Regions from separate parts of the Ovis aries genome. Here region 2 is linked to region 1. A link is a contact called in public Hi-C data. All regions are on one chromosome and are shown on one strand. Each heading gives the region's core, a stretch centred on a gene start, on an enhancer-like site or on the middle of the called end of the contact. The rest is flanking DNA. Distances are from core to core; before and after follow the strand shown.

What was found. Hi-C and Micro-C count contacts between places; a contact is called where the count stands out from the background.
Region 2: a Hi-C map of omental adipose tissue shows a contact between it and region 1, with 2.2 times the contacts expected there. The contact joins the enhancer-like site here to the promoter of ACVR1 in region 1. A contact is called at or near these places in 9 of 16 Hi-C or Micro-C datasets (hypothalamus, liver, mixed tissues and 5 more).

Annotation. Positions count from the first base shown.
Region 1 is chr2:151,835,218-151,838,460 of ARS-UI_Ramb_v3.0, reverse strand. It overlaps ACVR1 (activin A receptor type 1), which reads right to left and starts at 1,721. Exons shown (of 11, transcript XM_060409911.1): 1 at 955-1,721.
Region 2 is chr2:151,932,776-151,935,932 of ARS-UI_Ramb_v3.0, reverse strand. The region is part of intron 3 of ACVR1 (activin A receptor type 1); the gene reads right to left. Among named protein-coding and RNA genes, the nearest start is that of ACVR1, 98 kb to the right of the region's middle. Within about 2 kb of position 1,807, at least 17 of the 54 cell types and tissues checked have an H3K27ac peak or open chromatin away from gene starts, as enhancers often do. A contact at or near this core is called in liver, where this site is marked.

The DNA of each region.
Region 1 (3,243 bases), core at 472-2,971:
CATCCTGGCCCTTGTTTTCTCATCTGTCCAGAATTTATTGCAACATCATTAACTACCTTTGAGTATCTTCACAAGGGCTGATTGTAGAAATGTGATTATCCAACACACAATTCCATCAGCCTAAGGATTACGCATCTCAGCCTCAAAAGACTTCTGTTTTTTAATTCCAGGACAGAAAACAAAAACAACTGAATCAGGAAAAAAAGTGGTTTGGTCTCAGAAGCCAGGTGATCCAAATCCTGTCTAGGCCTAAGATAACCTCCCGCACGACCCCTGTGTCCCCATCAGCAAAATGGGGAAGATCCATGCTTCACACTCAAGCATACTGTAAAACTGGAGGGCGAGGCCAGTGTCTGAGGTCAGCACAAGTCTAGCGTCTGCTGGCTGCCAGAGCCCGGGCCCCCCGCCAGCCACCCACCTCCAGAGACAAGTGCCAGGACATACTATAGTGTTTCCATTTAAGGCCCGCCACTTGGATTAGCCCATCTCTTGAAATTTCTTACCACCACCTTTCCAGGAAGAATTTTTGGGGGGGAAAGGGGAGGTGGTGTCTATTTTTTGCCACCGACTTTCCTTGGGCTGTCAGAGTAGTCTGCATCTCTGGAACAGGATTCTTGAAAACCACTGGGCTAGTCTGTGTTTAAATGCCAGGCCTCTTTTCAAAAATATACAAAATGCGGATGAGATCAGTCCCTTCTCTCACAATCTAACTCCCATCACACACACTTCAAAAAAGAAAGCAAGCCCAATGAAATTAACAAATCCATTGTATTACTTTCCTGTCTCTCTACCAAAGCCACAGAAAGCACAACTTTTTAACCAAGACTTTTCTTCTGCTACTAAGTGGAATGTTTTCTTCCCTAAGGAGCTTCTTCTACAGCTTCTTTCCCATGCAAGGAGCGTTCACAACTCCAGAGGGAAAAAGGGAGGGTCGGGGAAGATTGGGAGACCTACCTAGCACAAATTGGACAGAGCTGAAACAGTCTAGAACCCGACGGAAGTGAGTGCTTCCCGCACGGTAGAGGCCCACCTCTCTCCCCAGCGCACCCACGGCTCCAGCCTCACTGTTTTGGTTACAGTGTTGAAGGAAGGGTTTTAAACTTGGCAAAGTTCCGTGCAACATCTGTAACCACATTTGCCTTCTGGGGATCGGAAGATGAATCCCACATTCCTGGCTTTGAAGCTTTTTGAAACTGCAGCTAGGAAGAACGGAGGGAGGGAGGGAGGGCGTTGAGCAGAGTTTATTGGCTGTCTCTCCAGCAGAAAATTCCTCTTGGAAGAGACGGATATTTTGAGGGTGGGGGGTGATTTGCCCATCCCTTGACTCTCTACCAAGCTCAGCTGGGAAGGTGAGCCCCGTGGTCAGGCGGCCAGATCGATTTACAAGTCTGAGGCGCACACCCTGAAGGAGTTCACTACAGGCACACACACTGCAAACCCGAGACCACCCCACTCCATGCATCTGCCCTCTCCCACATCCCACCAGCAGTTCAGGCCCACCGCAAGACAGTTTTGTTCCGCGGCTCCTTCCCTCACCGTGAGTGAATCGGCTTGGGGGGAGAAAGGAATGAAAGCGAGGGGGAGGCACCGCAGACGCCCACCCTCCACCCCCAATTCCTGCCCCTTTTCCCGCTAGGTTCTCCCCTCCCTCGGTCCCCCGGGCTCCCGCTGGCGCGGCGGGCGACCTGCCCTCACCTCTTGTCCGGCGGCTGCGGGGGGCTGAGCCGGGGGGAGGCGGAGTGCTAGCCAGCCGGGCGCTGCAGGTCGGCGCGGGGCGGGGCGGGGCGGTGCAGCCGGCGAGGGAGCCCGGAACTCCGCGGGGCTGAGGGCCGGCGGCCGTCCCCGAGAGGCGGCGGCGGCGGCGGCGGCGGGCGGGTGCGGGGGGCCGGGTGCCTTCCAGCCCTGGGGCCGGTGCGGCTGGCCGAAGAGCAGCCTGGCAGCAGCAGCGGCGGCGGCGGCGGCAGCGGCAGCCACCCCGGGTAAAGAGCCGGGGGAGGGAGGGGAGGCGGGGTGAAGAGGAGGCGGAGGAGAAGGAAGGGGAGGAGGGCGGGCGGAATAAACTTCCCGAGGCGCCGCGGCACGGGCTGGGAGGACGGCCGCGGGCGGGGCGGGCCGGATGGGGGCTGGCCCGGGGGGCAGTCGCGGGGGGGACGGTCACTGAGAGTAGAAAAGTTCCCCCAGCGCCGAGGGGCAGGCTGCGGCGGCGGCGGCTGCAAAGAGCCGGAGCCGGAGCGGGAGGAGCGGGAGGAGGAGGAGAAGGAAGTGGCTGCGGAGCGCTCGGCCAATGAGTGTCTGGAGCTGTGATTAACCAGGCAGCAACACATCATTTCCTCCCGGCGCGGATCCAGGGAGCCGGGAGGGAGAGGGAAGACGGCGGGGCGGGGCCGTCCCCGCGCCCCCTGCAGGCGCCCGGCCGGGGGCGAGCCCGCCGAGCCCCGCCGAGCCTGGCCGAGCCGCCCCCGGCGCGCCCCTGGCTGTCTGGCCCGCCCGGAGGAGGCTGCTAGCGCGCCGCCTGCGGGGCTCTTCGGAGGCGGGGAGGCGGCGGGGCAGGCCCAAGACGGGCTCCTGCGGCCGGGGTGGGAGGCGGAGAGGCCGCGCGGCGGGGTGAGTGCCCAGGTAGGCGCGGGCGGGGCCGTCTGGACAGCTCCCGGGGGGCGCGCGGGGCGGGCGGGCCGACTGCCTCCCGGCCCGGGACTGCGGGCGGTGCGCGGCTGGACTCCTGCTGGGCTGACTCAGGCTGGATGCGCAGAGAAAAGCCTCGGCATTCTCACCCAGGCCATTTCTGACCTGCCTTCAAATCCCCTTCCACTTTGCTCATTTCCTCGCAAGGTCTGGGGTTATGCAAGAGCTTGCCATTTTCGCAGACCGCCTCCTTAGGAATAAAAATATGCATTTGGGGCGGGGGGGTGGGTCGGGGCGGGGGGGGGGGGGGGGCGCTGGTGTTCTGCGGTAATCTAGCCCTGTCCTAGGCGCCATGGGAGCTTACAGTGGAAAGGAAGGAACATTCCCCGACACAGAGAGGTTGACAACCCCGGTCCTTAGATACACAAAACACTCCAGTGTGCTAATATTATCCAGAGCATCAAAAAGGCATGTGAGGATCAAATTTTGCACGGTGCCTGATGAGTATAAGGAAAGCACTAAGCCATTTTCTCTGCTCTCCAGAAGTTTACAATGTAGTCCTATCACAAAGCCAAATAAAAGCAAGAAAGCAATAAATGGTAATACCATAAAGTATTTTTA
Region 2 (3,157 bases), core at 558-3,057, 97 kb before region 1:
CTGAGAGCTGCCAACTATGCTGCCCAACAGGTGATGGCTCTTTGGAGGGAAATGGATGGGCGGGGTGAGGCGCAGAGTTAGTGGTGTCATACTGATTTGCGATCAGAGCTGAGAATTTAAAAGTGTATGTTGAAACGCTGTTGAGTAATGTAATTTATGTAAATGTGAAACACAAATGTGTATTTTAAGACCCTAAATAATTTTTAAAGGTCATGGATATCCAAAAATACTTACTGAACACATTAAAGAGGTTGTATCTGTTGATGCTGGGTTGGAGAAGAGGGCTTGAAGGGGTAAAATGAAAATAAGACAGGAGAGGAGCTGGCCACAGACTGATAATGAATAGAGGAGGATGAATCATTCACTTGCTACATGTACGGTCTGCCAGGAACAACCACGACCACCCCAGGCCATAGAGGGCTCACTCATCACTGATTCTATGGAAACAGATGGTTCAGGGTACCAAAGAATTAATTGCACTTGGTGGTTCTAATAAAATTTTTTAAAAGTCAATTAAAAGAAATAAAGTAATGACAATAATTTCTCTAATGTGCCTTCAGAGTGAACTCAGTTCTTAAAGTCAGAGCCCAAACTTTAGGCGCACAGGCACAAGATGTCTCCTGCCTTGCCAAGGTCTGGCTTTTCAAAGGACATGGGGATGGTCTGACAGATGTTTAAACTGTGACCTAGAGAATATTGCCAGAAGTGAGCAGCCTCAAGTACATACCATCTTTAGCAAGATTCAGCCCACTAGACCCAACCCTGCAGTGTATCCAGGCATAACTGGGTACAGATCTTAATCAGATTTTATCCTGTGGGGTTATACTCTAAGTTAAAAACCAAGGTTTTCAGATCTTCCCTGCCACAATCAGAAAAAAGGAAAAAAGAAGGAAGACAACTCTTAACTCTATGTAATAATTAACTCAGTCTCTGATATGGGACCATGAGTTCAGTTCAGCAGTTAGCAAATGGGAAAGTATAAAAACTCCACTAACTCTGCTTCCTATTTTGCTTTTCACCAACATTTACTTTTCTTAATTTGTGAATTCCCATATAACTGATTGGCAGAGCCCTTAGTGAATCAGGTTTTCTTATACAGCCAAATATAAAGACTTTAAATTCACAAGAATATAAGAATGACCCCATGCACCCCCACACACATCTACACCAGACCCAAACATTAGTTAAACGCCACTTTGGCAATCTTATCCAACAGGGTAGATCAACCTAAGAGACCCCAAGAGGATTTTCTGAGCCAGGATCACTAATTCAACAAAGCAGGTTAAAAGCAAGGTAGTACCATTTTCAGATCTTAATATTCACAATTCTAAGAAACACAGCAGGCCCCCAAATGCCTATGACTCACTATTTTCATCTTGTTAAAATTTAGGAATAACCGTAACATGTGTAGGCCTGGGATATCTTATTTGGAGTAGGCTGGTGGGGTGGGGAAGTGTGAGAATTATCACAAAGCCCTTTTTAGGGCCACAGACAAGGGTCTGTGGACCTCTAATCTCTCAGACTGAGATATAAATACACTACACATCAGGGAGCACCGAGGAAGGATAATCACCTTCTGTGACTGATTTTCAACAGTCCAGCCAGGAAGCACCACATCTGATATGAAGCATTTTACACTTGCCTGTGCAAATAACCAGGAAGTGCCCTGGCAGAAGGCAGTCAGTCTACTCTACCTAATTGACGCTCATTTAAATAATTCAGTAATTGAAACGTCAAGCCAGAGGTATTCCCTCTGTGCAGAGCTCACCCACACTGTTTGTTCTAAAGGCACCTCCCAGCATTACTCAGTGTTATGGCTGGCACCCTGTGCCCTCTGGAGCCCCAGAACCAGGCCTGTGTGAACACACTGGCAGCCCACGTCTGGCTGGGAGCAGCAGGGAGTCCTCGGCACCACCTGGAAGGATCCGGGGCTGGCTCTGCAACCACAGGCTCAGACTGGGGATCCCAGGGGTTCACCAAGGCCGAATCTTTTAAAAGATTCTCCTTGTTCTGGGCAATACCCAGCTCACCATCTGGACACACCTACTCTCACAGCCTAATCCAGGACTGGCAGAGGAAGAGGCAGAGCAAAGAGCATCGCGGATTTTCTGAGACTGTCCACAGTCTGGGATGATCTTGTGCCTCAGAGCAAGAGGACCCACATTCATGTCTTAAGCGGGACTTGAGCAACCTATGCACACTATGAAGGGATTTCTATGTTCTCCTGCCCACCTGCCCAGTCATGCACTCCAGAATGCTCTAAGGCATTTCGGTTGATGATCATTCCTAATGGTGCACAAAACCCCACGTTTCCCACTGAAGTGTTTGACATAGAAGACAAATGAGAAAATGCTCTGAGTCAACCAGCCTTAACTGTGATCCCAGGAATCAGCAAAAGGAACAGCTGAATTTCTTACAAACTCACCTCAGAGTGGCACAAACAACACTGTAATGATTAGACTGCTGTCTACTAGACTATTGTCCAATATCTCAGGACTTTATAGGCTAAAAAAGGAGCCCCAAACATCCGTGGACTTCTTCCAACAGTATAAACAGTTCATTCATTTGAAATGACAGCTTCTATTAGGCTCATAGATACGGGAGGCCTTCCATCAGCTCCTAATCCGAGAGTGCAGTATGGCACCTTTCCAGAATCTTCAGCATTTGAGATCTCTGGCATTAAACAAAGGCTTACGGAAGGATTTTGCAATGCCAGGTATCACTGCCAGCAAGCCTGCTCCTGAGACAGAAACACAAAGGTCTGTCCAGACTGCCTAGTGAAGGGCATTTGATGGTCTGGCAAGAAAGCAGGCTATATGCTTGGAAATAAAAGACACCCAGGTGCCTAAATGCTCTCATTATAAAACATCCACTTAGGGAACCCAAATCATTTTTTTTTTTAACCTGAACAGAGAAATTGATATTTGGTAAAGTTTTACAAGCCAAAAAGAAAATAGGAATAGGGGCAATTGAATAGGATCACATATAAATTAGAATAACGACAATAAAAAATAATAGTAGGGTTTTCACAATTTTGAACTCACGATGCCTCCACTCTAAATGTGCCCTTTCTCCAGGGTTCCCTCACTGAGCTAATGGTGCCTCCATTTCAGATCTACAAGCCTGACTCCATGACCCTCAAAAGGGAGATACACAA